Linked DNA regions of Mus musculus: all the other regions are linked to region 6. The links are chromatin contacts, called in public HiChIP or PLAC-seq, Micro-C and promoter capture Hi-C maps. All regions are on one chromosome and are shown on one strand. Each heading gives the region's core, a stretch centred on a gene start, on an enhancer-like site or on the middle of the called end of the contact. The rest is flanking DNA. Distances are from core to core; before and after follow the strand shown. Region 1 holds the start of Gimap8 (GTPase, IMAP family member 8). Region 2 holds the start of Gimap9 (GTPase, IMAP family member 9). Region 3 holds the start of Zfp775 (zinc finger protein 775). Region 4 holds the start of Npy (neuropeptide Y). Region 5 overlaps Mpp6 (membrane protein, palmitoylated 6 (MAGUK p55 subfamily member 6)). Region 6 holds the start of Tra2a (transformer 2 alpha). Region 7 holds the start of Gsdme (gasdermin E).

Region 1 (3,707 bases), core at 554-3,053, 620 kb before region 6:
CAACATACCACGGTGCTCACACCCCATAGGTAGTTTCACTGTGGCAGGCTCCGCGGCTTCCCTGACTTGAGACTGTGGGATCCTTGCAAATGTTCCCTCTTCTTTTTTGTTTGTGTTTGGAGACATAGTTTCACTATGTAGCTCCGGCTGGCCTGGACCTCACAGAGCTTCACCTGCCTCTGCCTCCCAAGTGCTGGTCTTAAAGTGCGTGACGCACAGATTAGCCTCTGTGTCTAACACAATTCATGGCCGTCGTAGACTCCTCCTTGCATGACCGCATCTTTCTCCTTATGCAATTTCTGTTAGTTTATAGTCCCACTTTGTCCTGTCCCTACTGAGAGCTAGGAGAGTCAGCAGGGACCTTTCAGGTTCTCATTTGCTCCATGTGTCGTTACACACGGCCACTAGAGGGCAGGAGACCCCATCCTTCCTTAGAGCCAAACCAGAAAGGCCGCAGAGCAAAATCATTCAGCAAACCAATCGTCGACCTGCTAAGTCACGAAGAAGTTGTGAGAAGCTTTAATTTCACTTTAAGCACTCTTCCAAAGCTTATTATTTCATTTAGGACGCCTGCCCTTCCCCCCGACCCGCCCCCAAGTCCATGGCTTCTCAGTTTTGGAGCAGCAAGAGCTTGCTAGCCCTTAGCTCAGCCTCACAGGCACCTGTATATCCTAGTCTATAGTTTTCACCTCAACATTTTAATTAGATGGTATTCTATGCACTGACCTGGTGCCCAGGGGAGGTGGGGACTGTTCTATGAGTGGACCTTCTTTATTAAGGTGAGGTGAGTGAATGGGAGGGGGAGGGGGATAGGGCAGTTTTCTTTGCCAGTGTATGAGTCTGTATGTGCCCTGTTCCCCAAATCCTTCAGGATCCTTATAGCATAAGCACACGTCACTTTAGACTTCTAACAAGGAAACCATGCTGTTCTCAGTGTGCCCCTTGCTTAGGAAGTACAGATCAGATTAGGTCGCTGGGACACAGTGAGTTCTGTGAGTCATATGAAAACTCAGGTTCAAACATTTCTGTGTTTTGCTAGCTGGGGGAAAGCTTTTTCTCATCTATGAGGGAGCACTTTATTCTGGGAGAAAGCAAATGGTTCCTTTGTAGTTTTATCTACATTGTGTGATCAGTCCAGGCTGAGGGAGACGGTGGTGGGGATGAGCCAAGAGGAAAGTCTGCTGGGTTTTACTCCCAAACTGACTTCATCAAAAACTTCCGATTTTGGTCTTTGCAAAGAATAGACCTGATCTAGTTTGCTTTTCTGTTGCTGCGATAAACATCAAGACCAAAAGCAACTTGAGGAGGAAAAGGTTGATTTCAGTCTACAAGTGATAATCTGCAGGAGAGAGGCCAGGGCAGGAGCTCCAGGCAGGAACCTGGAGACAGGAGCTAAAGCCGAGACCATGAAGGAATGCTGCTTACCTTTCCCTCTGGCTTGCTCAGCTGCCTTTCTTACACAGCTCGGGCCACCTGCCGAGGGATGACACAGGCCACCCTGACGGACTCTAATATAAATCAGCAATTAAGAAAATGGCTCTCAGGCATGGCCACAGGCCAGTCTGTTATAGGCAATCATTCAGTCGTGTTTTTTTTGTTTTTTTTTTTTTTCTACCCAGATGACTCTAGGTCTGTGTTACATTCATAGCTGAAGCTTACTAGGACAAGACCCAAGTAGGCCTTTCTGTTACCATCTTTGTCTGTAGCAGTGTGAATGACTGTGCTCCCACAGCCACATGGTGGCACCCAAGGGCATCTCCAGAAGACCTGTGCCTTTGTGTTCACACCGGCCCCTCCCTAAGCCCCTTCCGTGTTCATCCTATGTGCTCTGAGCTCCTTCTCAGGCTCTACTGATGTAAGACATGCTTCTAGAAACCTCTTTCTTCCTAGAAACATTTGGAAATCCTCCTGCCAGGGAGACTGGGGTGGCCTGGTAAATCTTTAACTCTCCTTGTGTGGCTCTTGGCCCTCTTTAGGATTTGCTTCCACTGACCTGAGGGCAGAGATGGCGACTTCATCCCACCAAGGAGCAGCTGCAGGAAGCCAGGCAGAGCACAGAAGCTGTGAAGCATCAGTAGGACAGGGGGAAAGACCGAGGTATGTTTCAGAGGTGTGTGTGTGTGTGGGGGGGGTCTATTATAGCTTGGGGGGGGGTGATAAGTTTAGACTGTGGAAGGCAGTCTGCCCTGTGTTGGGTTGGATTTCAAGAGCTGGAATTATGTCACTCCAACCAGATCCAGTAGGGATGTACCGTATTTTTCCCAAGAAAGAATGTGGAACAGCTGCCTGCCAGGAGGTCTGTGGGGAAAGGCTTCACACCTAAGGAGGAAGAAGAGGACAGAAGTGTGGCAGACAGGGAGGTTCAAGATCCAGCAGGGAGTGTCTCAGGGGTTGGACTCCCAGAAGGAAGTCACTGGTTGTCACTGGGACTGTTGGTCTCCTGGAGAAGCAGATGGCAGTATCTATGTCCTATATTCTCTCTTCGAACAATTTCCAGTCCTTTCACAGAAAGATCCAGTTAGTCATGTATTGAAGGAAGTCTTGAGTTTATGTACATTTAATCCAAACTGGCCCTCACCTGCTAACTCCTTTTCTTATGCTGACTGACTCACTGTCTAGGACTAAACGTCTTCCCCCGCTGGGCTCTGGAGGCCTCTCTGATCTCTTTTCTCTGGGACCACTTGCACCTTGATGTGGGATGAATCACAGAAGCTCCTTCCAATGGTTGAACTCGTGGTACCCTTGGGCAATATCCAGGGAAGACAGAGCGGGACTCACAGACTTACTCACTCAACTGCCAGGATAGGGTGATGATTGTCTTTTGGTGGAAACATTTTGCTCTTTGTAGCCAAGACCTCTGTGCTAACAAAGTGTAAGATCTTGGGGACTGGAAGCAAAGATTTTGCTGAGGTCAAGTAGTGTCGTTCCCATTTGATTTTTACCCATGAATTGCTGACCCATGAATCCTGCTATAGAGAGATGGCACTGTATACTTTGATATTACCAGACCCATGTATAGTCCCTATCCATGTTACTGTGGCCACTGTGATGAGATTGTTGGCTGATGATCAGGTGACTGGGGAAGAGGATGACTGGCACCAACAGAATGGGTCACCCTGTCAGCTTGATGATCAAGCTCTTCCTTTGCTGAGGTCAGTTTTTGATGGGCATTCAGAAGTTCTCTTGCTTGTCTTCCTCGCAGTCCTTCCAGACACCTCTTCCAGACCGATTTCCCAGCCATGTTGTTTCCAAATCCACACCATCCAGCCAAATGGTTGGCTGGAGCCCATGGGTTGGTAATAGTTGCACATCTGACCATTTCTTCTTTTAGTGTAATGAACAAGGTGCGCTGCTCAAAGTTCTGCCCCATGGGGAGAATATTCTTCCAACGTGTTCTCAAGAGATGCCCAAGCCTTGGCCACAGTGAGGTAGCTGTCCTCTGTTGGTGGTGCCCACATGTACAGAACCATCTGCCAAACAGGTCGTCCTTTTCTCTGTCGACTGGTTGCAAGGGACTCACCCTGAGGTCACAGATTTTGGCCTGGAGTGAGAAGGTGGTGTGATCGTGGTGAGGGCATTGGGGACACTGTTTCATGAAACCAGATTACCCTTCTAACCACTTCTAGTCACTAGTTAACATTTCCACAAGGATGGAGTGCTGGTTGTCCATCTACTTGCAGGCCCAGTGGATTGCCTTAGTGCATTAT
Region 2 (3,807 bases), core at 714-3,213, 590 kb before region 6:
GTGGCACTTCATTGTAATTGTTTTTATGTCAACTTGCCCCAAAATAGGGCTACCTGAGTAGGGAGCCTCACCTGGAGAGCTGTCCTGACTGCCTTGGTTTATTTCGGGGCCCACTAACTGGTAGCGGGCCCGAGGGAAAGGGTGTGGAGAAGGAGGCTCATTTCCTTCTTTGCTCCCTAGGTCTCCCTCCTGCAGACTTGTACTGTAGCTGGTGCTGATTCCTTTACTGATATCAGAATCAGCATTTTCAAGTTTTCACTGAGGGCTATAGGGCTCTTACGCACCAGCTGTAGTCTCAGGACTCGCACTATATTGGAGGATAGCTCATTTATTGACTTAACAGGGCTAGCTTATATAGCTCAGTGAGGGAGGGGAGGACAAAAGAACAAGGGAGGAGCCGGGCATGGTGGCGCACGCCTTTAATCAAAGCACTCGGGAGGCAGAGGCAGGCGGATTTCTGAGTTTGAGGCCAGCCTGGTCTACAAAGTGTTCCAGGACAGCCAGGGCTATACAGAGAAACCCTGTCTCAAAAAACCAAAAAAAAAAAAAAAAAAAAAAAAAAAAAGAACAAGGGAGGAAACACCTAATTTGCATATGCAGACTTGACTGAAGTCAGGCAAATGTTAAGCCAGTTCTCTGGCAGGGAATCAGAAGCTTAACTGATTCTTAACTTAAAAAGTTGAGTAGGCCCATGCCTGATTTGGGTAGGGAGCAGCCACCCTCCTGCCCAGCTCTCTGAGAGAAGTCCAGGGTATGGGCAATGCTCTACCTACCATCTCTTGTCTGCCTTGGGAACCAACAATCTTGAGACAACTCCAACTGTTGAGGTATCTAGCTTCAAGGACTGAGTAATTACCAGGTTCTCAGCTTTCAGTTCAAGGTCATCCTCCACACACTGTGAGTTCAACTGTAGGTTGGGCTACCTGAGACTGTAATTGTTAGCATTCTGTCTAAACTCCACCCCACAATTCCCTGACAACAGCCAGGTAGGCCTCACCCACTATAAAAGGGGCTGCTTGCCCCCTTCTCCCGCTCTTGCTCTTCTCTTCTTGCTATCTGCTCCCTTGTCCCTTCCCCATTCCATCCCCTCGCCCCTGCCCCGCTCTCTCCACATGCCCATGGCTGGCCTTTACTTCTGTACTCTCTAACCCCTCTGCGTTTCTCTGCTTCTTCTACCCTCTTGACTTCCCTCCCCATGCCCTGAATAAACTCTATTCTATATTATACCGTCGTGTGGCTGGTCCCTCAGGAACAAGTGATGCCTTGGAATGGGACTGCTGGGACAACTCCTCCCATACCTCACTACACCTTCCATAGAGCATATCCCTCCTTCTCTCGTTATCTTTTTATAAACACATCAGTAATCTAAAAAAAAAAAAAAAAAAAAAAAACCAAACAATAATAATAAAAAAATATTTAGAAACGTTTGGCATTATAATAGACATACAGAGAAAAGGCTTCAACTTGACAGAGCTGAAGCACCTATTAAATTACAAGAAAATATTTCTGTTTCTTTAAAAGCAAATGGTTTCTTCATTGGCTCCTGTTGTAAGCCGGCCCGCGGCCTACATGAACGGGGTGCACCTGGGAGGCAGGCTGGGGCTGAAAGAGACTTAGACTGTGAGAAAAGATAATGAAGCCAAGACAAAAATTTCTCTGATCAGGCCCGCGAGTTGAGTTTACTAAGAGAGTGTGCTTATAAGGGGGAAGGCCCATCCCCACTGCCAGTTCATTCTCCGTGCCTGGAGCCATTCTGTCAGCACGCGGTCGCCAGGAATGTCTCAGGAAGACAGGTTCAGCCTCTGAGCAGGTAGCAGAAGAGCAGGGCAGTTGTCTCTTCAAAAGGAGCCAGCCTAGTCAGAAAGTTGCACCGCAGGTGGCCCCACCTCCGAGGCAACAAGGTCTGTACCCGCCCGCTTCAGGCTGGGGGGGGGGGGGGGGGAAGCTACAATTGGCTCCACCCATAGAACTTCCTGTCAGGGAATGAGGGAAGTTTTACTTCATAGTTCAGTAGAAAACTTGAACCAGGTCAAATTGGTTCCTTGGAGAGATCCTGAACTCTCATTAACTGTTGCAGAAGAAGGTGAGTCTGGCTGGAAGAGACCTGGAGCGAGGGAGCTGTGAGAGGGAGGGCGAATGGAGCATCTATGGGGGTGGAAGTATTGTGTCTGCACAGGGAGGAAGCTGCTGGGGGGAGGGGTGGAGGCTAAGAGATATAAGGAGATGAACTGATGCGTTGCAGTGTGTCTGTGGGGAAGGTCACAGAGGGCCTGGTGCCCTTTATAGAAAGTTCTGTGTCCCCCAAGGCAGGTTCGTTAGAGTTGGGAGAGAACTCAGATCATGTTTAATTCATTTTTTCTTACCTCAATGTGCTGACTCCTCTTAATTGTACAACAGACAGATTTGCATGTGTGGCTGTGTGACCCTTGGCTTGACGGAGGGCTGCTGAAGCCACAGTGTAGTCTAGGGGCTCCGAGTCTTGTTTTGCATCTTGTCTGTTGCTTTCTCTTTATTATGTCTCTGTAGTACACTCTGAGGTGAAGTGGTGACACTTCTGCCAGTTCTTTTGTTATGCAGGATTGTTTTAACTGTCTTGGGGGTTTTGTTTCATGTTTATTAACATGATAAGTGAGCATATTTCTGGCTTCAGTGTGATATTTAACTGTAATAATTAACATATTAACTGTGTACCAGTCAAAGCAGGGGAGATGAACAATTCCTCTCTCTCCCTCTCTCTCTCTCTCCCTCCCTCCCTTCCTCCCCCCTCCCCCCTCCCCCTCCCCCTCTCTCTTTGGTCTGAGATAGGGGTTCTCTGTATAGCCTTGCCTGTCCTGAAACTCACTCTATAGACCAGGCTGGCCTTGAACTCACTGAGATCCTACCTGCCCCTGCCTTCCTTACACTTTCTTTATGTTTGAGTCCTTGAATGCCTCTCCTAGGTCGTCATAAAATATATAGTAAGCTGTTGACCTCTATAGTCATCCTGGGCTTTCAGGTATTTGGCACAGTAACGATTTGGGCGCACTCATTTCCCAGACCTGGCATTGGGCATGAGCCAGGAACATCTGTTCCAATATTGGCATGAAGGCGGTAGCAGGACTAGAGACAGCCTGTCCATGCCATCAGGAACAGCCTAAATGATATCCAGATCATCAGCCTTTTAAAACTATAGAACACTGCAAAATTTCAGGAGAAAAGGAAAAAAAGAAAGGATCGGGAGTGCTTTCCATTTGTCTAATAGGTAATTTTCCTCTCTTCTCCTTCCTTAAGATCTGTGCATTCAGATCTTTAGAGTCAGCTTGCCTTGACATGGCTGGCCAGGGAGACACTGAAGTGAGGATCATTCTGGTAGGGAAGACTGGAAATGGGAAGAGTGCTACAGCCAACACCATCCTCGGGAGACGTCAATTTGATTCTAAGATTTGTGCCAATGCTGTTACCAAGACCTGCCAGAGAGCATACAGGGAGTGGAAGGGGAAAAACCTTGTTGTAGTCGACACTCCTGGGCTCTTTGACACCAAGGAGACCATGAAAACCACATGTTTCGAGATCAGCCGCTGCGTTCTCTACTCCTGCCCTGGGCCTCACGCCATTATTCTGGTTTTGCGACTGGACCGTTACACTGAAGAAGAGCAGAAAACGGTCGCTCTGATCAAGGGTCTTTTTGGGGAGGCAGCCCTGAAGTACATGATCATCTTGTTTACTCACAAAGAAGACCTTGAGGATCAGAGCCTTGATAATTTTGTAAGTGATGCGGGTGAAAAGCTCAATAATATTATCTCCCAGTGTGGGAAGCGTTACTTGGCC
Region 3 (4,072 bases), core at 1,077-3,576, 660 kb before region 6:
TCGCCTGTCATTTCTGCACCAGTCCCCAAACAGAGGAGTGCAAAAGAACAACTGTTTGTTTTGTGAATGGACTTTGCTAAGTTCTATCTGATCCCACCTGATGGGCTGCTCCGGGCGCTCTTGCTCTCCCTTCAAATTCATGTAAACACCTGCAGCTCTTGCTCTCCCTTCAAATTCATGTAAACACCTGCACACGGTCCTGGAATACTAATTACTAGAAGCTGAGATTCGGGTCTGTTTCTGCCTCCTTTTGTCTTAAAGATGTGTGTGTATGTTGTATTTTCCTTCATGTATGTTTGTGTACATGTGTGTACCCGGAACCCATGGAGGCCAGACCAGGGAAGGGTATTAGACTCCCTGGAACTGGAGTTATAGATGGTTGTGAGTCACCATGTGAATTCTAGGAATCAAACCCAGGTCCTCTGCAAGAGCAGCATGTGCTCTTAACTGCTGAGCCATCTCCCCAGCTCACCCTTTCAGCCTTGACCACCACTGTATAAAAAAGAAATTAGTGTGCTGGTTTTGGTCACATAATACTGGGTTTGGGGAGATGGCTTGGCTTGTAGAACATATATGCCTTGCAAGCATGAAGACTGGAGTGTTGCTTCCCAGAGGCCATAACAAAAGCTGAGTATGGTGGGTCACAATCCCACAGATACTGAGATCCCAGTATCTTGCTGGCCACCTCAGTGAACCTAGCCTATTTGATGAAGTTCCAGCTAATTAGAGACCTTGTCTCAAACAAGATGGAAGGTGCCTGAAGATGCATAATGTGACCCCCTGGCCCCCACATGCACCAACCCCCCCTCACAGATTTTATAATATAGACTCTGTGTATGTGCATCAATACATAGTTTGCTTTTTTTCTTTCTTTTTAAACATTTTTAAAAATTATTTATTTATTTATTTATTTATTTTTTGAGACAGGATCTAATACAGTTCCAGGCTGGCCTTGAACGAACTATCTCAGTGTGTAAGATAGGCTAGCCTTCACTTACTGTGCTTCATTCTTCCACTTCTGGAACAGCCTTGGTCCTGAGTGTCAGTCTGGAGAGTCTGTCACTCTGGATAGGAAGTGTTGTTCCTGGGCCACACTAGCTGGTGGAGGATCTGAAACTAGAATGCTGCTCTGAGAGGTAGGAATGAAAATCCAGAAAGGCACATAAGCAGGTGGGAAAACTCACTCATCTATTTCACAGGCAAACACATCAAAGTCCAGAAACAGAAAACTCTCTCTTGTGATGACTGCACATGAATTTAGTGGAAAATGGCTAGAAACTTGGCCCCAGTTTCCACAATGCTTGACAGCTGAACAGCAGCTGGGGGCCTAGAGGCTTGAACAGTTACAGATTGGTGCCATGGTAGGGGTTACAGGACATCCATCCTGGTCCCAAATGCACCTCCAAAGTAGCTCTGGAGAGAAAATGCAGTATCTTTCCAGTTGACCCCACTGTGATTACCCAGCTGCGACCAAACTCAAGGCAGAGGTGGGAGGAATTCTATCAGATGTATAGGAAAGGGTGGGAATGAAAACACTTTCCTGGAGGTGTTTGGGAACCAATCACCCTTCTTGGCAGTCTGGACCTGGTTAGCAGCTAGAAGATATTTCACTCAACAGAACCTTAGTGCATAGTGAAATTAGATGCGGTTAGGTAACCTCTTCAGACCTGTTTTCTCAGCTAGAAAAAGCTCCCCGAATGCAATGATTTCCAAAGCCACTTGCAAACAGCTCCAAACATAATTTATCATGACTCAGTGTGGTCTGATGATATGCTGGCTGATGATGGCTCACTGTACCCTCACGAGGCAAAAGAGCCCTGCAATGTGCAATAGGCAAGTGTGAGCAATGCCGCCTAAACATAGCTTTCAGGGAGTAAAGAAAAAGAGCCACAATAAAGTAGATATACTCTCCAGAGGGGTCCTAAAAGTGCTGTGTTCTATTTGGCCCGCGATGGCTTCCAAGCAAGGAAACCTAATGGCACCTCACTACCGTGGTACCCCGCACCTACGCCGCGAGTTCAGATATCAATACGCGCTTGTGCGGGAGGCAGAGCGCTCAAAGGTGGGCAGATCCGAGGCACCTGGTGGACGGGCACAGCAACTATGCTCCGCGGGGCACAGAGCATTAGGGGGCCACCTCTTCCACCCCAGCAGTGTTCAGCTCACTGATTTTTTGCTTAGGGCCGCGCGGCCGCAGGCGAGGTCAGACCCTGGCTATTGGCTCCGGAGAACAAAGGGGCCGCCCCGCGGGCTGCACCAATAGGGCCGGGAGTGTCATCTGAGCCGTTCAGCCAATCCGCAGCGGGGCGGTGCAGGGCGACCAGCCAATCACACGCGTCCGCCTGCCCCGCCTGCCCCGGGACTGGCCATGGCCCGGAGCCCGGTACCCAAGTCGCCCCTTGGGTAGCCGTTCCCGTTAACCTTAGCCACAAAGTCAAAGGTATTTATTTCTCAGGCCCCCTCCCTCCGAGTCCTGTGCAATTCTGGCGGGGAGGGGCGGTGCAGGGACGGACCAGCGCCGGGTCGCTGTTCCCGTGCTGCTCCGGTGTACCGGGCTGTAGAGGAAGGATGGGTCCCGGGCCTTGAGGCGCCCTGAGTCCCGCGTGCACCTCAGCTCTGGGTCCCAATTTTCTGTACCACCAGCACCCTTCCTAGCTCAGTTGGGAGGGACCTGAGGTTGGCTGGGAGGTCAACAGGCCAGGGCAGTAAGGTCAGGAGGGTAGGACTGTTGAAGAGCCAAGAGGACCTACTGAGCCATCTGGTTGTTCTGAGCTCCCTGTCTGTGTCTGCTTCCGTGTAGAAGAGCTTCTGGGGGCAGCAATCCCAGTGTTGGCTACAAGCGATTCTGCGAGGCGGGATGAGGGTGGAGACGGAGAACAAGCAAAAGGAAAGCACGCAGAAGTTACAACTGTGTGCGCGTCTTCGGGGGTGGTTACTGAGACTTCTTTCAAGTAAAATGACCGCAGCAGTCTCAGTGGGTGTGGTGTCTGGCGACACAGAGTCCGAATGGTCTCTAGCAGCAGTGGCAAGTTGGGTGTGGTCACCTGAGGTTGGAGACAAGTGACAGGCTCTGCATTTTTATTTGTTTGTTTTTGGTTTTTAGTTGTGTTAATAACATGAAAACATCCCATAGCATTTGTGTCCTGTCAGTTCCGAAGCTCCATGATTCTGTGCTTCTACCACTCAGTTGTGGCTGACGTTTATGTAAATGAGCCCTCATAACCGTGTTTTGTAATGGTTTACAAGGCTGGGGTCTGGACTGTGTGCTAGGGATAGAGGCATCCTGTATTAGGATGCGTTTGGTCTTCTGGTGGTAACAGAAAGCATGGATGATGACAGTTACCCCACAGGTACTTGTTTGGATGACACATAGCTAAACAGTAGTTTTGAGTTTCCCAAAGATGTCTGTCTCTGGCAAAGTGACCCCTGATTTGGACCAGGGAGGGGGTGTATGGGCAAGGTCACTGCAAGACAGACAAGTTATAGGTATGCAGGTGTGTGAGGACATAACAAATCTAGATATTGGGGACAATGGGGAAAGCTAACCAAAGACTATGTTTTGAATGGCCTTGCCAAGACATTTTTGTCTAAATTTCCAAGTGTTGGAGAGCTCTTGAAGTATGTCAAGGGGGTAAAATGTCAAAATTTCAGTTTTAGAAAAATCAGTTTGGATCTGGGTGGTGGTGGCCCACACCCTTAATCCCAGTACTCAGGAGGCAGAGGCAGGCAGATCTTTGAATTCGAGGCCAGCCTGGTCTACTGAGTGAGTTCAGGAGTCAGGGCTACAGAGAAACCCTGTCTTAGGGAGAAAGGGCAAGAGAGAAAGAAAGAGAGAGAGAGAGAGAGAGAGAGAGAGAGAGATCAGTTTGGGTTCTGGTGGCAGATGGATTTGGAGGGACCAAGAAATCAGTAAAATTTTAAAACTATTATTCATTCATTCATTGAATGTGTGTGTGAGAAAGACGGAGAGACAGAGATAGAGGAAGAGAGAGAGAGACAGACAAAGGACAGAGGACAGAATTTTTGGAAGTTGGTCCTCTCTACCATGTGGATTACATAGATTCCGGGTATC
Region 4 (4,052 bases), core at 919-3,418, 560 kb after region 6:
CACAGTACAAGCTGGAAGGAACCTGGGATCTAGGAGAAGCTGAGTTGGTTCTTGAAGTTGAGGGGTGTCTTAGCATGGAAATGTGTCAACGGTACAGTGTGTGCTGTGGACATTTGGGTGAGTCTTAGCTTAAGGGTGTTGGATTAAAAAAAATTAAAAGCACAGATGAGAAGCTATTGTGGAGCTGGGCTAGATATGCAAACAACTCTGTATGTCAGGAGACAGACCCATGGAGGAAGGGAACCGGGAGTAGCAGGAGAGGGCACTGTCAGAGGGATGTCAAAAGTCCAGGAGGTGATGAACCTATGTTCTTTATGGATTCGTGAATGTGTATCCAAGGGAATCTTTCAAACATCCGAAGCTTCTTAGTATATTTTATTGATAGTTTAGAAAAGCTATTACAATGAATGATCACGCATATAAATAAAAAGTCAATGAAGTTGACTTTGGAACAAAGGAGAGAGCCAGCAGCTAGGACACTGCTGCTTTGAATGACGTTTGATTTTGTTTGTTGGGGGAGAGGTTGTTTCTATGAGCTACCAATGATTTCAGGAAGCCACCAAAGGAGTTAATTGATGGAGTGGTATCAGCAGAATGTTGAGAGCTCAAGGCCAGATGATGCAGCTTGGACAACAAGGAAGAGAACAGTGTGACATCCTGGGCACACCCTCCCTTGACTTTATTTTCCAAATGCTGATGGGAAAAGTTCTTGTTTTCAAGCACCGACATTATAAAGGAAGTGAATCAGATTCCCAGAGTCCCTGCTCAAAAGTGGTGCCCCTCCCTCGCGCCCTAAGGTGTACTTTCTCCGAGATCCTGTGACTCCTGCTAAATCCAGGCTTCAACTGATGTGAATCTCTGATTCACTACAAAAATATAATTACATTATTGAACAGTAGTGTGTGCCTTCCTCCTTATCAGAGAGGACTTGTTAGATGCTTTGCCTTTTATCAAATGTCCTCATGTGGGCACAAAAGCAGCCCTGACAGCTCAGTGTTTGTGGCCCTGGTGCAGGTTTCTGACGTAGGGAAAGTGAAGTCTTCCAGCTGCGAGGGATATTGTTGTTCTGGTTTATCATTCGATCACATAGTCTCTCTCTCTCTCTCTCTCTCTCTCTCTCTCTCTCTCTCTCTCTCTCACTCTCTCTCTCTCTCTTCCTCCCTCCCTCCCTCCCTCTCTCCCTCCCTCCCTCTCTCCCTCTTATTAGTAGTCAATTTAGCACTATTTAAACAACCCGCAAAGTGACACTCAAACGAAATCATTTAGTTTAGCTTTAAAATAACGCGTAAATTCCACTTTAGCAATGGACCATTTCACTTAGATTCAAACTTCCAGGGGCACTTACTCAAGCGTACCTTGTAAAAATCCCTATCTGGTAAACATAACTTCAATATCGTTCATATTTATTCAACAAGTTTAACGCGACAAGCACACTGGTGTTGGTTTTTTAATCTGCTCCATTTCAATCTGAAAGCAAGTGCTCATTCAGACGCTAACCAAGCTCACTCGGGACTTCACAGGGTTTACAGACAGGGGTGCGAATCGCCGCCACTTTCCACTCTAGATACAGAAGCTCATGGACCGCGGGCTCCCAGTGGCAGCCTCGGGGAGTTTCTGGCTGAGGCCGAACCCGGCTAGCAGCGTTGGGGAGAGTGCTTGGGGGAGGGCCCACCTTTTGGGGAGACCAGTAGATCCAATGGGTCTATGGAAGCCACTGGGACCTTGCGGTCCCGCACACCTGCACCGGGAGCGGGAAAAACCTCGCTCGCCTGCCTCCCTCCCAGAGCGCGCAGTTATCCCGCGGGCCCCAGATATGCTCCCCAAGTAGAATATTCAGGTCCCTACAGACCCGCACGCAGAGAGCTGACAATTCCCGCGACAGGCAACCTAAGCGGTCCCGCTTCATCTCCCTAGCGGGACTCGACGGTCGGGGATAGAGAGAGGGCTCCGAGGGTGCTCACTCTTGACTGTTCCCTTCTCCCCGCAGAGCGGGCCGCTTAGAATTGGGGTGTGGGTGGCTCCAGACGCCGCCACTCGAGCGGCAGTGGCTCCAGCCTCCTCCCCCGCCGCTGGGGGCGGGAAGTGGCTGTGGGAGTCACCCGGGCGTGACTGCCCCCGAGGCCCCTCCTGCCGCGACAAGGGCGCTCCATAAAAGCCTGTGGGCGACCCGCTCTCCGCATCCCACCGGTGGATCTCTTCTCTCACAGAGGCACCCAGAGCAGAGCACCCGCCGCTCAGCGACGACTGCCCGCCCGCCACGGTGAGTGCCAGGATCAACTGGGACAGGGGCGCGGGCTCCCAGACGCCAGTGAACTTGCCCCGCAGCCGGTCCCCTGAGCTTGCTCTGCCAGCTTGACACCCAGCTCTTTGGGGCGCCTAAATTTCACTTGCTGGACTCAGGTTCTACTGTCCACCTGCCCTTCCCCGGGACCCTCCAATCTGGGCGCCCCGCCTCCGTGCCTCTTATCTTTTGAGGGTAGGGAGAAGAACCTGGGAACACCTATCCCAGGGCAGCGGTGGGGTTTTGTTTGGTTGTTTGTTTGTTTGGTTGGTTGGTTGGTTACAACCAGGAACCCAGATTGCATGTGTGCTCCTAGTGGGAGATTCCCCCAAGTATTGTCTCTAGCACGGTGAGCTCTGTTGCCTCCAAAATCCGAACTGAGCCTCTGGGTATCCGACTGTCACAGCGCTTGTAGCCACACAAATCAAAAGCAACCCAGAAGAAAAGTTTTCTCCTCCAAGGGTGATTTAGGAACGAGAGGAGAAAAGTGGTCATTCTTTAAGATAGAGGGCAGAACTTCCAATTCTGTTCTGAAAAGGGGACCTCTGCCTCTCACCAGGAGAATCGGAGGAAGTTTTCTGAAATATGTGGACGGGGCAGAAGATCCAGGTCGGGGCAAGTGGTCTTCTAAAGATTTGGAAGTGGCGCCTGCCCAGTCTGGGCTTTTATTCTAGGGTCTGGGATGGGATTAGATGAGGGTCTAGAGTGATAGCTGGAATTGGGACAAAGACGAGCAATCTCAGCATCTCCAAGTCTGAGCCTTCTGTATCCACAGATGCTAGGTAACAAGCGAATGGGGCTGTGTGGACTGACCCTCGCTCTATCTCTGCTCGTGTGTTTGGGCATTCTGGCTGAGGGGTACCCCTCCAAGCCGGACAATCCGGGCGAGGACGCGCCAGCAGAGGACATGGCCAGATACTACTCCGCTCTGCGACACTACATCAATCTCATCACCAGACAGAGGTGGGTGCATACGCGGCTGGTACCTAGAGCCGGGAAAACTTGCGGTTCTGGAGATCTTGGACATCAGGGATCATTTCTTTCTCCTTGTTCATAGGGCAGGATCAGACATAAATTCAGCTCTAGATAAATATGTGAGCTGGGTACACACTCCACAAACTGGATACATTGTCTTTGTCACTAGACTTTCTCTCCAAGACCCAAGCCCAAGGTTCAGTGCCTCTAGGCTGTCCTCTGTCTGCCACTTACCTTTCCTGCCTTTTTTGCTTACATCAGTTGGAGATTTACCCAGCACATATCTCGGGGGAAAGGCCTGCATTGGGCAGGGGTGCAGAAGTGTAAAGGTGTAGGGAGAAGAGGAACCCTGATTTAGAGTAAACAACCACAGTCAAAGAAAACCAAGGACACAATCCAGCTGTCAAAAGGGTGGAGAGATCTTTGAGCCTGCCCAGGGCAAAGGGAGTGGCTGCATTTAGGGAAATAAATAAATAAATAAATAAATAAATAAATACCATGGGCTTCTTCTGAACTAATAAAAAGGCTGACTTTTCCCATTTTATAGCAACTGAGTTCTGAAAAGAAAGTGCCCCATTAAGAAGAAACAAAAGAGAACAAAGCCTTTACATTAGGGACTCTGATGGCTACAGCTCCAACTGCCTGGGACCTGAGAGACAGACCACAATCTGTACTTTTAATGTCCAGAAAGTCAGAGGCGAGCCTTGCCTTTCCTCTCAGCATTAAAATCAAGCAGGAAAAATAAAATCCACGCTATTTTACAAACAATATGGGACTTAGTCTGCAAAATTGGTGC
Region 5 (4,072 bases), core at 697-3,196, 920 kb after region 6:
TTTTGTGGGTGCTGAGGAACCAAACTCATGTGACAAGCACCTTGTCAGCTGAAGCATCTCCCTGTCCCACTTTATGTTTCTTGCACTGATGGCCGTATGACTGCACCAGTTTGCACCGCCACCAGCAGTGAATAAGGTTTCTCCTCCTCCAAATCCTCACCAGCATTTGCTGTCATTGCTCTTGATGGTAACCACTCGCACTTGGGTGAGATAGAATCTCAAAATAGTTCTATTTTCCATTATTTTGGTGACTGAGAATATTGAACACTTGTTAAAATATTTATTGGTCACTTGTATTTCTTCTTTTGAGAGTTGTCTGTCTCATTATTACATTTATTGTTTGGCAGTTTAAGTTGGGATTTTTGGTATTTAATTTTCACAGTTCTTTATATGTATAATCTGAAATGTATCTGGCAGTGATTTTATCCTATTTTTTTTTCTGACAGTTCCCTTTGTTATGTGGTTTTTTTAAAAAAAGATTATTTTTAACCACTTTTAATTTTTTTTATTTTATAGGCTTTTCCTTCTGAACATTCTAGAATGTGCCTGTATCTCAAACTGTGTTCATTCTGCGCTCCCTAGCCGTTTCACCATTTCATGTTTGAAGCTAAGGTCCTTGGTCTACTTTGTACCCCTTTACTGTCTTCTGTCTAGTGTGTATTTTAACACCTTTATCAAAAGTTAGGTGTTCATAGCTCTGGGGGTTATTTCTGGGACAGCGGTATATATTCTCTTGCCTGTTGTGCCAGTACCATAATGTCCTCTATTAGAGTTTAAAGTTGAGTAAACCGTGTCCCTCCAGCTGGGTTCTTTCTGCTTAGAATTGTTGTGGCCATCTAGAGTCTTTTCTGTCTCTCTGTTTGTGAATTGTGTTTTCTAGTTATATGAGGAATGGCGTTGGACTTTCTATGGGTTACATTGACTCTGTATTACTTCCGGTTTGTAACCACTTACAGTGCCGCTTTGCTGCCCGGGAGCAGTTTTTCCATTGTTTGCACCTTCAATTCTTTGGTTCATTTTGGTTTTAAAGGATTTTTTTTTCTCCTTTGAACTATTTAACCTTTTCACAGTTAATATATTGTCATATTAACAAAGCTGATTCAACAGTAACAGTAATAAATCTATTCTCAGAAAACAGGCTAGCATTAACATGCTTTCACTGGCACAGCTATGCAGAGGTGGTCAACTTTCCCATCTGTCTGCTCCTGTCTCTCTCTTTACTTTCTTAGTTATTGCTTTCTAAACTTGTGCTTATTTTTTTCCTTACCATCTTCATTCAGATGAAATCCGCATAGCGTTTTCTCCACACACTTGGGTTTCTTGGTTTTAGCATGTTCACATAGCTGTGCAAGTATTTCTATTGTCGCAGGACTTCTACAAGGTCCTTAGTAACAGCCCCTCTCATTCCTGAATTTAGTAAATTTTTTTCTTAGTTTTCCCAAATATTTGTCAATTTTGCTCTTTTCATATTTTTTTGTATCATACATTTTATTAATTTAATCTTGTTTTCTTTTTTGTTTGCTCCTTGGAGTTAGGATGAAGTTTTCTCCTGTTATCCCGGGTAGAAAGTTAGGTTATCCACTGGAGATCTCCTTTTAACAGACACATTTATGCTAGAAATTGCTCAGTAGGTGCTGCTTTTTGCATCTTATAATTTTGCTGTGGTTTATGTTTTTGTTTGCATTCATCTCAGAGTCATTTTTAATTCTAGAAATAGATTAATGTAATGAAACACTTTTTCTCTTCACCACAGAGGCTTAGAATGTAATCTGAGAATAAGACAGTTGTGCAACACGAGTCAGTTAGCTGGAGCTAAAACCGGCTTCTCACATGCTGCCTGCTTGCAGCTTTCTTCCTTCCTAGCCATATATGAAAACTGTCACTGAGATGAGATAGAAACTGAACCTTTGGTCAAAAGGAAAAGTGAAAGGAAAACTAGCGGTCCTCTGCTCTTGGTGCCTCCGCTCTGACACAGACTCCTGTGTGTTTTGTCAGGTCTTTCCATGTAAGCCATCAGTAGGCCTCAGTTAGCCATCTAATGTTTCTTCTTGAAGCTTACCACAGTGCTGATAATTTTTCTCTGCTAAGACACTTTTCTAAGGCTTCAGAGTCCCTCACGAGTATGATGGCCGAGCTGTACTCTATCAGAAGTAGAGACAAAGATATGCTACCAGCACCCAGAAGGGCTCTTGGCAGCTCCATCAGTAATGACCACTCTCAAAGTGTTTGCTATTTTTAGTTTTGATTTCTATTTTTTTTTTTTTTAGTTGACCCGTTTTGGAGTACATTATTTAATTTTACACATTTTATTTTTCCAGATTTTCCTGTTAGTGATGATAATTCCATTCACTTTGTCCAGAGACCATAGGCCTCATTAACTCCTTAGGGATTTTTTTATAGCCTCAGATATAACCTATCTTTGAGCGTGTCACTTGTTCTTGTACACTGCGGGGAAAAGTATTCTCCTCTTGTTGACTGGACTGCTGCCTTGATATGTTCTGTGTAGCTGCCCAGGCCTTCATTTCCTCTGTAACCTTCTGTTCTCTCCATCACTGGAAGCCTTGAGGTCTTCTGCTCTTTTGGTGACGTGTCCATCTTTCTTTTGCTTCATTTCTGTTTTGTTTCATGTATTTGGAGATTCTACTGTTAGGTGCTTAGATGTAAGTAAGCATCTTACTTCTAACGAATTGACCCTTTTGTCGTTGTAATTATTCTTCATTGTTTCTACGATACCTTTCGTCTCCCTGTTGGTCTGCTCTGATGTGAGTTTGCAGCTGTGTCTGGGTCACTGCTTACAGGGATGTCTTTCCATCCTTTACTCCCAACATACCAGTCTCTTTAAGTGTAAGATTCCTTCATAAACAGCATATAATTCGATCCGTTTTTCCAATTTGTTGTGCCATTCTCTTCCTTTGAATTTGCCTGTTTCCTCTTTAAGTACAGCTCTGCATTATTGTAAATATATAAATCAGTTTCTTACCCTTCAAATATGCATCAGGAGAGTTGCATCTTGTCTCTGTGTCCTATTATTGATACTAATGTTAGTCATTGACTATGGCATTTGGTAGTGTTTTTTTTTTTTTTCCCCTGCAAATCTGTAGTTTACACTTAAGCAACCTGTTCAGAGATACTTTGAAACACTGCAGCTGTTTTCAGCAAACTTGGATCCAGTGATTTAAGCTTCTGTCATTAACTGAGCACTATAAAAGCTTTGGAGGAATATCTGGCTACTCTCACTTCATTTGAGTACACAGATAAGGTTTACTTCCTAGTGTTCTGACCCATGGTATTTCTGGCAGCTAGTAAAAACTGCTTTGTTGAATGATTGATCTCAGGGAGGACAGACTGGGTTTTTATCAAGCCACTGGTGCTCTGTGTTCCTTTTCCCTTCTTTGCTTTCAGGCATCTAGAAGAGTCAATAACTTTCTAGTTACTTTCATTTTCATAATTTGTAATTTTGTTAAGCAAATTCATTTTTAGGAATTAAAAAAAAATAGGCTAGTTCCCATCAAAACTGAGGCCTTGATTCTAGTTTCCACTTACCTCGCAGCTCCTCTTGATCTACAGCACAGTGGCTGCACTGGGACAGGTGGGGTATGGCTTATTTTATTACTTGGTTTGTGTCCTTTGCTGCTGCTTGAATTTCTATGGGCTATGTTGTAAGGAGTGAGTGCCAAAAGGAAAGAGAAGTGTTGCATAAAAGATCTTGCTTGCTGGAGTTCCATGTCTTGAATGTCCAAATAGTATCTCTTCAATGCCTTTTTTTTTTTTTTTTTTAAGAATCATTGAAGATTTCCACACTACAAATTTTTCTGGCCAAGGGCATTAGAATTTCTAATTATTTTCTTGGAACTGTGCCCCAAGATTTTATACCATAGCTTCTGTGATCTTTCCTTAACTGGTTCCAGGAAAACACACTCACAAACCTCTCTACTCCCCAAAATACTAAAATCCAGGAATATTTCAAGTTCCATAGAATTTTGCATATAACCCATGCAAAACCTTCTGTGGATTTAAGTCCTGTGAATTATTTATGATGCCTATATATAATGTTAAGTGGTTTATAAATAGC
Region 6 (3,679 bases), core at 870-3,369:
AACTGTTACATCTTAAAGAGCTGTAACTGACCCTGAAAGCGCTGATGTAAACTGAACCACAGGTACTGCTGTACTACTAATGGCAGAAGAGAGGGAGCTAGAAAGTCCCTATCTGTTAACTAGGTTGTTAATACCTAAATAAACTGAAAAGTGGATAGGAATCTTCAATAATTTGTGGGAAGGTGGTAATTATCCACTACTCCTTCCACTAGAGGACAAATGGGAGAACCAGAGCAGCAATCAGAGCCATCAGAGCAACACTGGTACAAGTCCCACAGACTAAACCAGGAACAATAACAACAAAACAACACACCCAAACCCCAACCGTCTTTTCCTAATTACTTAGTTTCACAAGTAATACAACTACGTGAAATATTTACTTCATAGTCTTTAAAAGTTGTTAGTACAATAAAACAATCCTAAAAATAGTAAGCAGGTTCAACTCAATCGTTGTGTGCAAATTTCATTCAAATAATCCAATCAAAGTTAAATGTAGTTATGACCTTGTCCTAGTGCATTAAATAAAAAAATAAACAAACAAAATGCACCCTCTTTTCTCAAGATCAAAACCCTAACTGACCGTATATGACTTGACTGACAGAGTACAGGTGTCTAAATCCCGAGCTTCCAAAAGGGACAAATTCTTTCCTTCAGCAAAGCCCTCCAGCGGCTTTTTTCCACCCGCCCCTCCTCCACTAGAATACCAACACAACTGCCAGCCCTCGAGTACCATGGGACTTTTGTTTCCCTTTTTTTTCCTTCCATGGTTTTACCAGGACTCACTTCCATTAATTTCCAATACTAGGGTAACTTCGGAATAAAACTCAAAAACCGGTAACGTTCTAATAATATACTCAAGCTTTGTGAATATACGGTTTATACTCACAAGACCTCAGATAACCAAAGTCTTGAGTCCCTTTTCCGGGGAATGGGTGAGAAAAACGGGGGAGGGTCTGTAAATTTCAGGTATAATCTTTTGAGTTAACAATGATTAGCTTTTTTCTTTTCTTTTTTGAAAACTGAGGCAAGAAATTTGTTCAGTTACGTAAGGTTTAAAGTAAGATGTCTTGGCAGTTTAGCCATAAAGATCTGTAAAGGAGTTTTCAGAGGAATGGTCACAGGAAGGAAAGCTTTGGAAGTTGAGACATAAAGAACCCAACATCTAGCTGTTAGGAAAACAGGCGTCACTGCATTTCCACATTCATTTAGAAGCGAAAGGAAAGAGGACATTAAGGGGAAAGGCTCTTGCGTAGTTTTCCCTTCCCCGCTCGCTCTCGTCTTAAGGACTCTTAAGGGTCGCTGCGGTCGTTGACTAACCACTTCACTGGGCTCGTCCCACCTTCAACCTCAAGGCTTTCGCCTTTACAGACGCGACGCCGCCGGTTCCGACGGAGACGCGGCCGCTCACTGCAACAGAGAGCCAAGGAGACAACAGGCCCCAGCTAGTCCCGCGCCAGCGATTCCCCGCCCGGACAGCAGCCCCGCGCACTTCTGACCCCGAGACCCCGCTGCGATGGCCGGAGGAGGGGTGGTGGTGGCCCGAGATGCCACCGCAGGAAGCACCTACCACTATCCGGCCGGAGGGAGCGCCCCGCCGCCTCCTGCCCCACCGCGCCGGGGACCCGCACCTCGGAGCAGAGATGGGAAGCTGAGAGGAAAGGGAGCGACAGGAGAGGATAGGACCAGGCCAGGTACCAGTCAGCCGCCAGAAAGGAGCGCTGCGGGCTAGTGGGGCATCTGGGCACGCAGGGGGACCCCGAAGCCATCTTGGGACGTGACGCGCTCGCGGTGGCCCTCAAGGCTGCTCCTGAGGGCCCCGCCACCTCGCCCGACCGACCGCGCTCGTCCCCGAGCCCCGGAGCATCGGGCCGCCGCCGAAGACGGCTCCCGCGGCTTTGTACTCACTCTGCCCTCGAAGTTGTTCTCCTCTACATCACTCATGTCGGCCAGGCGCTCCCGAGAACTAAATAAGAGATATGTCTCGGCTCGAGGGCCGACGGCCTAGTCACCGCGCTGTTCGGACTGTGGGGAGGAAGAAGGCGACGGCTACAACGGCCAGTGCGTTCCACTCCCACCAGCTCGCACGTTCAGGCAAAATGGCGCCCGTGCCGCCAGAAACCTCCTGGTGTCCCCGGCGCCTGACGTCAAGGGGCGGACCTGTGATGACGTCGTCGCGAACCCCGCCTCCGCCCCGGGAGGCTTTGTGTCCGCCTGGCCTAGCGCGGGAGATTGGCGGGTTTCAAGAGCTTGCTGTTTGGCGTTGGGTCGGTTTGTCCTCCGGGTGCTGGAATTAAAGGCGTGTGTCATCGCCTGGCTTTGCCTGTGGGGTTTTGTTCTTGAGTTTTTTTGGTTTTGTTCTCTTTAGGTATGGAACTCAGGTCTTTCTTGCATAGCAAAACAAACCAACCAAAAACAAGCAAACAAAAACCCAACAAACAAACCGACTTTTCCAGCTGAGTTTTCCTTATCCCCAGTATCTGCCCCCCCCCCTTTTTTTTTTTTTGGTTTGGTTTTTTTACAGAGACAGGGTTTCTCTGTATAGCCTTGGCTGTCCTGGAACTCACTTTGTAGGCCAGGCTGGCCTCGAACTCAGAAATCTGCCTGCCTCTGCCTTCCGAGTGCTGGGATTAAAGGCGTGAGCCACCACGCCCGGCTAGTATCTGCCCTTTTAAACGTTGAAATAACAATATATACACAGATGGGGTTATACTGAAAAGCCATGAGTTTCTCACTCTTCTCTGCTTCCAAACCTCAAGACAGGGTTTCTGTGTAACCCTGGCTGTCCTGGAACTCCCTCTGTAGACCAGGCTGGCCTGGAACTCACAGAAATCTGCCTGCCTCTGCCTCCCAAGTTCTGGGAATAAAGGCATGAGCTCCCACCACAGCGGGGGGCATTTTAATTGAAGTTCCCTCCTCTCAGGTGACCTTATCTGTGCCAAGTTGATAGAAAATTATCCAGCACACCTAGCATGTACTAGGCTCTGGGTTTAGTCCTCAACACTGTAGAACATGTAAATAAATAAAAATAAATTGGGGGAATATATTGTTTGGCAACATTAGTATCCATACTTCTTGCTCTAGAAAAATAAGGAACACCAGCACAAATAATGAATTCACAAAGACCTGAAATAGCTGGGTGTGGTGATCTGTGCCTGTGATCCCACCACTTAGGCGTCTAGAAGGAAGGACTGTTGGAAGTTCCAGCCAACCTGAGATATAAAAAGAGAGCCTATCAGAAATGTCAGAGAGCTAGTTATCAAACTCTTTAAAAAAAAAAAGATTTATTATATGTAAGTACACTGTAGCTGTCTTCAGACACACCAGAAGAGGGTGTTAGATCTCATTATGGATGGCTGTGAACCACCATGTGGTTGCTGGGATTTGAACTCAGGACCTTCAGAAGAGCAGTCAGTGCTCTTAACCGCTGAGCTATCCCTCCAGCCCCCATTATTAAACTCTTAATGGTTTGGACTCAGCCACAACAGGAAGATTTATGTTGTGAATATCAGCAAATCATTTTTCTTCCTCTTTCTTTCAGAGAGCTCATTATTAAATACTTACCCTTCTATTCATGTAATATCATGTAAGTTAATATGTAGTGTTATTTTGTAAGTGCATTTAGAACAGCACATTCCTGATTTACTATATTGTTGTTTCTTCAATTTTTTATTGGATATTT
Region 7 (4,142 bases), core at 1,357-3,856, 1.0 Mb after region 6:
AGCAGAGAATGCCTGGGGCTGCTGGCTTCTGAGAACAGGGAATCTTAAAGGGAAAGGCTAGGGTGATGACTGAATGAGAGACCGCCATCACTCGCACTTGGGTGGGTCTGGTCCGCTCACTGACACGTTGGACTCTGAGTTTTGAGGCAGCCTATTCTTTCTCCCTTCCTACTTAAGATTCCTCCTCCTTCTCCTCCTCTTCATTTTTCTTTTTTTATTGACAGTTTGAGGCCTGCCCCGAACTCCATAACCTCCTGTCTCTGCTTCCCAGAGGTAGGATAGACTTCTTCTTCAGAGCTCTGGCCTTGCCACAGCCAGCCCCGGATTCTAGGGGAGCGCCCATCAAACGCCAAACACACCACATAAAGAGCAGGGCCAACACATGCTGGGTTCCTGCTCTCTGCCAGGTGATGGGCAGGATGCTTTATGTATTTCCTCATTTATTCTCCAGAACAACTCCCTGAAGCAAACATTTTCATCATACTGCAGATGTGAAAACTGAAGTTGAAACACATTAAGTAATTTTCCCAAGACCTTGAGAAACAGACACATCAGAGGCCAGCCTGGTGTTGCTTCGAGCTGAACTCGAATTCCCCTACTGAACATGAACAGGGACACAGGACATCCACATGAAGTAAGGGCCCTGTGGTCACAAACCACGGCAAAAAACAAGACCACTCTGTCACCGTGATCAACCAGAAATCAAGCACTAATGCTCTCCAAGCCATGAAGGGGCCAATACCACCATCCTCCCAGTTTATCTAGTGACTGACTGCTGCTTGGCCAACCCCAGCCACAGCCTAACTCTGCCAGGCTTTCCGAGTAGCAATGAATTGTGAAGAGTTGCAATCAGAATTTTTCCCCACTTAAAGTCAGCCTCTAGTCTAGAGCAAAGAACTCCCTCTGAAATCACAGACAAACTACATCCCTCTTGCTGCAAGGAGCAAGAAAACCCAGCAGGTCCAGATCCCAGTAGCTTTGACTTGGGGACCTTGAATGTCCACCAACAGAATTCATACTGAGCCAAAAAGACCACCTTGACTCCAGAGCAGGTGCTTCGGACCACCCTGCTCTGCTGACCCCTAGTTAATGTTTTCTTTTTTAATTTAGATGCATTTGATTCATTTGGTAATGACAGTGTGTCAGGACAGGCCAATTTCAGTTATGGTAGAGACAAAGCCATTGCCTTGGAAAATGTATCTTTCCACCAATAGTGTGTGAAAGGAACAAAGGGTGGTCAGAGGATAGGCCTGAGCCTGGCAGGGCAGACCGAAGCAGGCAGCCAAGGCTTTGAGGAGGAGCAGAGGAGAGTGGGACAGAGGTTACGATCAGAGGGAGACAGATATGGTGGCACAGCTTGTAATCTGGGTACTCAGGGCTAGAGAGGTTGAGGCAGGAGAATTACAAATCCAAGACCAGGCTGGCCCTCACAGACAGATAATATCTTTAAAAAAATGTTTTAATTAATTTTCAAAGGTAAACACAGTTATGGGGATTGGCAGAGCTTTCCTGTAATCCTACCACTTGGCCATGGGAGAAGCCCCAGGATCAGAGTGTTCAAGGGCAGACCAGGCTCCCAGGACTGGATCTCAAAAAGAAACGAGAAGATTCCTATGTATAAAGAGGAGACCTCTCCAAGGACTCCAGAGTTCAAAAAGAACAAGAACACCCTGTGGCCAATATACAGCTTCCTCAGGAGGCAGGCCATCCTGGAGTCCAGGGATGTGGGCAGGCAGTCTAGGTTGCTGCTCTCTCTGATCAGGGGTCCAGCCTTTCTTACAAGAAGCACTCCTAGGTGATGCATGTTGAAGAGAATTCATTGTTATTGCATATCTAGATTCTGTTCCTCCAACAGCTCAGATCTTTTCCTTCCACTCCCAACTCTGCCTACGGGTTGACTGTCACCTGGGCCCAGCTGTCCTGGAGCATCCTCCCTGACTCCTCTCTCCAAGTCCCATTCAGACTCCCAGTGAGTGGCTGGCTGTTTTGTTCAGGCTTCAGCAAAGCCTGGAAGCTGCCTGGTGTCTTTCCCTGAGGGGTGCAAGTGGGAAGAACCCCTCCCCAAACGGCCACTCCAGGCAAAAGGCCTCACAGTGAAGAGGTTCAGTCAGTTACCCCAGGTCAGGCAGGACCCATGCCAGCCTGTGATCTTCCTGCACATGCACTCATGCACACACTGGATCCTTCTGACACCGACACAGGAGAGAGATTAGAAGACAAAGGATGGATGCATGGGATATGGTGAAGGCATGGTGAGATGGGGTGCCAGAGAACACCAGCTGCACTTGCCACATCCCAGGACCACAGGAGTGGTGGTGATCATGGTGGAAGGGGCAAGGATGGAATGGAGACAGGGCGAGAATGAGACTATGGGTAAGAAGGAGCAGCTGCTCCTACTGGAAGGTGGGGAGAAAAAAGGAGATCACTACCCCAATCGCCCGCCTCTGGGAGATGTAAGGGGATCTTCCGGGGCAAAGGGGAGCCGACAATTTGCCCCAGGCCAGGACACAATGCGGGCGGAGGGAAGAGGAGCCCAAGCGGAACCCGCAGCTCGCGCCCGCCGCCACTTACCCGCGCGCCGCCTCTCCGTCCTGCACGCTCCGTTCTTTCACGCGCACGCGCGCGTTCCCGGACACCCACAGAGAAGAGGAGGGAGGGCCTGGACCTTTGCTCCGTCCTGCCCCTGGATGCCTCAGCCGGTCCACAAGCTAAGGGATGGCGCCGGGGGCGGGGCTGAACCCGGGAGCTGGGGGACCTGGCAGCAGAGTTAAAGGCGCTAGCTGGTCTAGGAGATCCAGGCAGCACCAGAGACTACTTCTAACCAGACACTGCCTGTCTTCCTTCCGGAACTGCCAACCGTCCGGGTCAGTCTCTGGCTCTCCATCTGCTCCACAGGAGGAAGATGGGGACGAGACTGTGGCCTACTGGCTACAGTTCCCTCATCCCACCCACCTCCCCTTCTCTATGCCCCTGGTTCTCCAGAGCCTGTCCAGGCACTAAGAGGGTGTGAGCTGTCAGCGTGGCTTTGCAGTGTCCAGGAAACTCCCACCTTGGCCTTGGCAACCCTTGCACTTGTTTGGGGCTTGGAGCTTGGTGTTGAGTAGCTTAATCAGAGAGGTAAGCTCTCTGAAGGCAGAATCAAGCCTACAGGCGCTTGGTAAACTGAGGGAGAGGATTGAAGCAGAACGTTGCACCCTCTGAGTCAATTTTTATAGGATGTTCTTTCCCGTGCAATAAATAGAAAAAGAGAATTCTCCTTCTGCACCCCCACCTCCAAGCCCCGGATTTACACACTCAGAGAGTAGCCGCACTTTGTGGCTGCCCCAGTGGGGAGGAGCCTGGGAGGCTGCTAAAAGGGTGGAGTCTCTTTTGGTCCCCTCACGTCAAACCTCTCCTAACTATCCACACTACTACCCTCTGTAGCTCCTTCCATACTCTATGATTCTCCTGTGCTCCAACAGCCACCACTCTACTATATGTAGAATACAAACGTCTTCCCTAAATCTTCATGTCTCAGAGGACAGTAACTTTTGTCTGCTTTATTGACAGTGTCCGGCTCCAAACTTGAAACTTACTGCATAGTAGATACTCAGTAAATTATGCTTGGATTAAATGAGATGGCCAGCATAGCATGCAAAGGTGCCTGGCGCCAAGTCTGACCATCTGATTGGGTCCCAGAGCCCACACAGTGGAAGAACTGATTCATACAGGGTACCCTTCAGTTATCCCCTGACACACACATGTATATAATAAAAAAAAAATCTTTTAGAGAAATGAACTGTCGCGTTTGTTCCTCAGACGGGGCAGATGGAGATTGTGGGGTGGACTTCATAAGTTATCCCGGTTCAAGCTTTCTTTTCTAGCAACTTAAGCCATGTAAGGGGATGAAGATTTTTGGTGTCCATCGCCTTTTGACCTGGCCGGTTAGCTTAAGGTCATCCTCAAAGCTGGTCCAGGCAATGCTTATACTGAAGGCCCCAGTTCTGTTCAGCTAGCTCCTCACTTGTAACTGATGTGCACAAGGAAGGCATAGGAGGTGGGTATTGGATGAGGGAGTAAATAGAAATTGCTAGAGCTGTTCGTCTGGTCCCCTGCTTTGCCCGTGTGAGTGAGTGAGGTCAAGATGCATCCAAATCTGTAGA

Evidence for each region. Promoter capture Hi-C pulls out the DNA fragments that hold promoters and counts their contacts. A called contact is a pair of places that touch in the nucleus more often than the background predicts. HiChIP or PLAC-seq counts read pairs in DNA pulled down with a chosen protein or histone mark.
Region 1: a contact with region 6 is called in an H3K4me3 HiChIP or PLAC-seq map of embryonic forebrain, with 6 times the contacts expected there. The contact joins the promoter of Gimap8 here to the promoter of Tra2a in region 6. A contact is called at or near these places in 1 of 484 Hi-C or Micro-C datasets (the C10 cell line) and 1 of 115 datasets of contacts at active chromatin or transcription factors (embryonic forebrain).
Region 2: a contact with region 6 is called in a Micro-C map of embryonic stem cells, with 6 times the contacts expected there. The contact joins the promoter of Gimap9 here to the promoter of Tra2a in region 6. A contact is called at or near these places in 1 of 39 promoter capture datasets (pre-B cells), 1 of 484 Hi-C or Micro-C datasets (embryonic stem cells) and 1 of 115 datasets of contacts at active chromatin or transcription factors (memory CD8 T cells).
Region 3: a contact with region 6 is called in a promoter capture Hi-C map of pre-B cells, with 3 times the contacts expected there. The contact joins the promoter of Zfp775 here to the promoter of Tra2a in region 6. A contact is called at or near these places in 5 of 39 promoter capture datasets (the 3T3-L1 cell line, hippocampal neurons, liver and 2 more) and 1 of 115 datasets of contacts at active chromatin or transcription factors (memory CD8 T cells).
Region 4: a contact with region 6 is called in a Micro-C map of embryonic stem cells, with 12 times the contacts expected there. The contact joins the promoter of Npy here to the promoter of Tra2a in region 6. A contact is called at or near these places in 1 of 39 promoter capture datasets (hippocampal neurons) and 1 of 484 Hi-C or Micro-C datasets (embryonic stem cells).
Region 5: a contact with region 6 is called in a promoter capture Hi-C map of liver, with 2.7 times the contacts expected there. The contact joins the enhancer-like site here to the promoter of Tra2a in region 6. A contact is called at or near these places in 4 of 39 promoter capture datasets (embryonic stem cells, hippocampal neurons, liver and 1 more), 1 of 115 datasets of contacts at active chromatin or transcription factors (astrocytes) and 1 of 9 other capture datasets (adipose tissue).
Region 7: a contact with region 6 is called in a promoter capture Hi-C map of hippocampal neurons, with 3 times the contacts expected there. The contact joins the promoter of Gsdme here to the promoter of Tra2a in region 6. A contact is called at or near these places in 2 of 39 promoter capture datasets (hippocampal neurons and liver) and 1 of 115 datasets of contacts at active chromatin or transcription factors (pancreatic cancer cells).

Annotation. Positions count from the first base shown.
Region 1 is chr6:48,645,431-48,649,137 of GRCm38.p6, forward strand. Gimap8 (GTPase, IMAP family member 8) reads left to right here and starts at 1,804. Exons shown (of 6, transcript NM_001077410.1): 1 at 1,804-1,855; 2 at 1,977-2,097. The coding sequence starts at 2,006.
Region 2 is chr6:48,674,172-48,677,978 of GRCm38.p6, forward strand. Gimap9 (GTPase, IMAP family member 9) reads left to right here and starts at 1,964. Exons shown (of 2, transcript NM_174960.2): 1 at 1,964-2,083; 2 at 3,271-3,807. The coding sequence starts at 3,310. It overlaps Gm46958 (a long non-coding RNA gene), which reads right to left and starts at 2,638. Exons shown (of 2, transcript XR_001785233.2): 1 at 2,364-2,638; 2 at 1,661-1,853.
Region 3 is chr6:48,599,681-48,603,752 of GRCm38.p6, forward strand. It overlaps Zfp775 (zinc finger protein 775), which reads left to right and starts at 2,327. Exons shown (of 3, transcript NM_173429.3): 1 at 2,327-2,440.
Region 4 is chr6:49,820,542-49,824,593 of GRCm38.p6, forward strand. It overlaps Npy (neuropeptide Y), which reads left to right and starts at 2,169. Exons shown (of 4, transcript NM_023456.3): 1 at 2,169-2,260; 2 at 3,057-3,244. The coding sequence starts at 3,057.
Region 5 is chr6:50,186,280-50,190,351 of GRCm38.p6, forward strand. The region is part of intron 10 of Mpp6 (membrane protein, palmitoylated 6 (MAGUK p55 subfamily member 6)); the gene reads left to right. Among named protein-coding and RNA genes, the nearest start is that of Gsdme, 73 kb to the right of the region's middle. Within about 2 kb of position 1,947, at least 66 of the 459 cell types and tissues checked have an H3K27ac peak or open chromatin away from gene starts, as enhancers often do. A contact at or near this core is called in adipose tissue and liver, where this site is marked.
Region 6 is chr6:49,261,933-49,265,611 of GRCm38.p6, forward strand. Tra2a (transformer 2 alpha) reads right to left here and starts at 2,120. Exons shown (of 8, transcript NM_198102.2): 1 at 1,906-2,120. The coding sequence starts at 1,941.
Region 7 is chr6:50,259,163-50,263,304 of GRCm38.p6, forward strand. It overlaps Gsdme (gasdermin E), which reads right to left and starts at 2,607. Exons shown (of 10, transcript NM_018769.4): 1 at 2,572-2,607.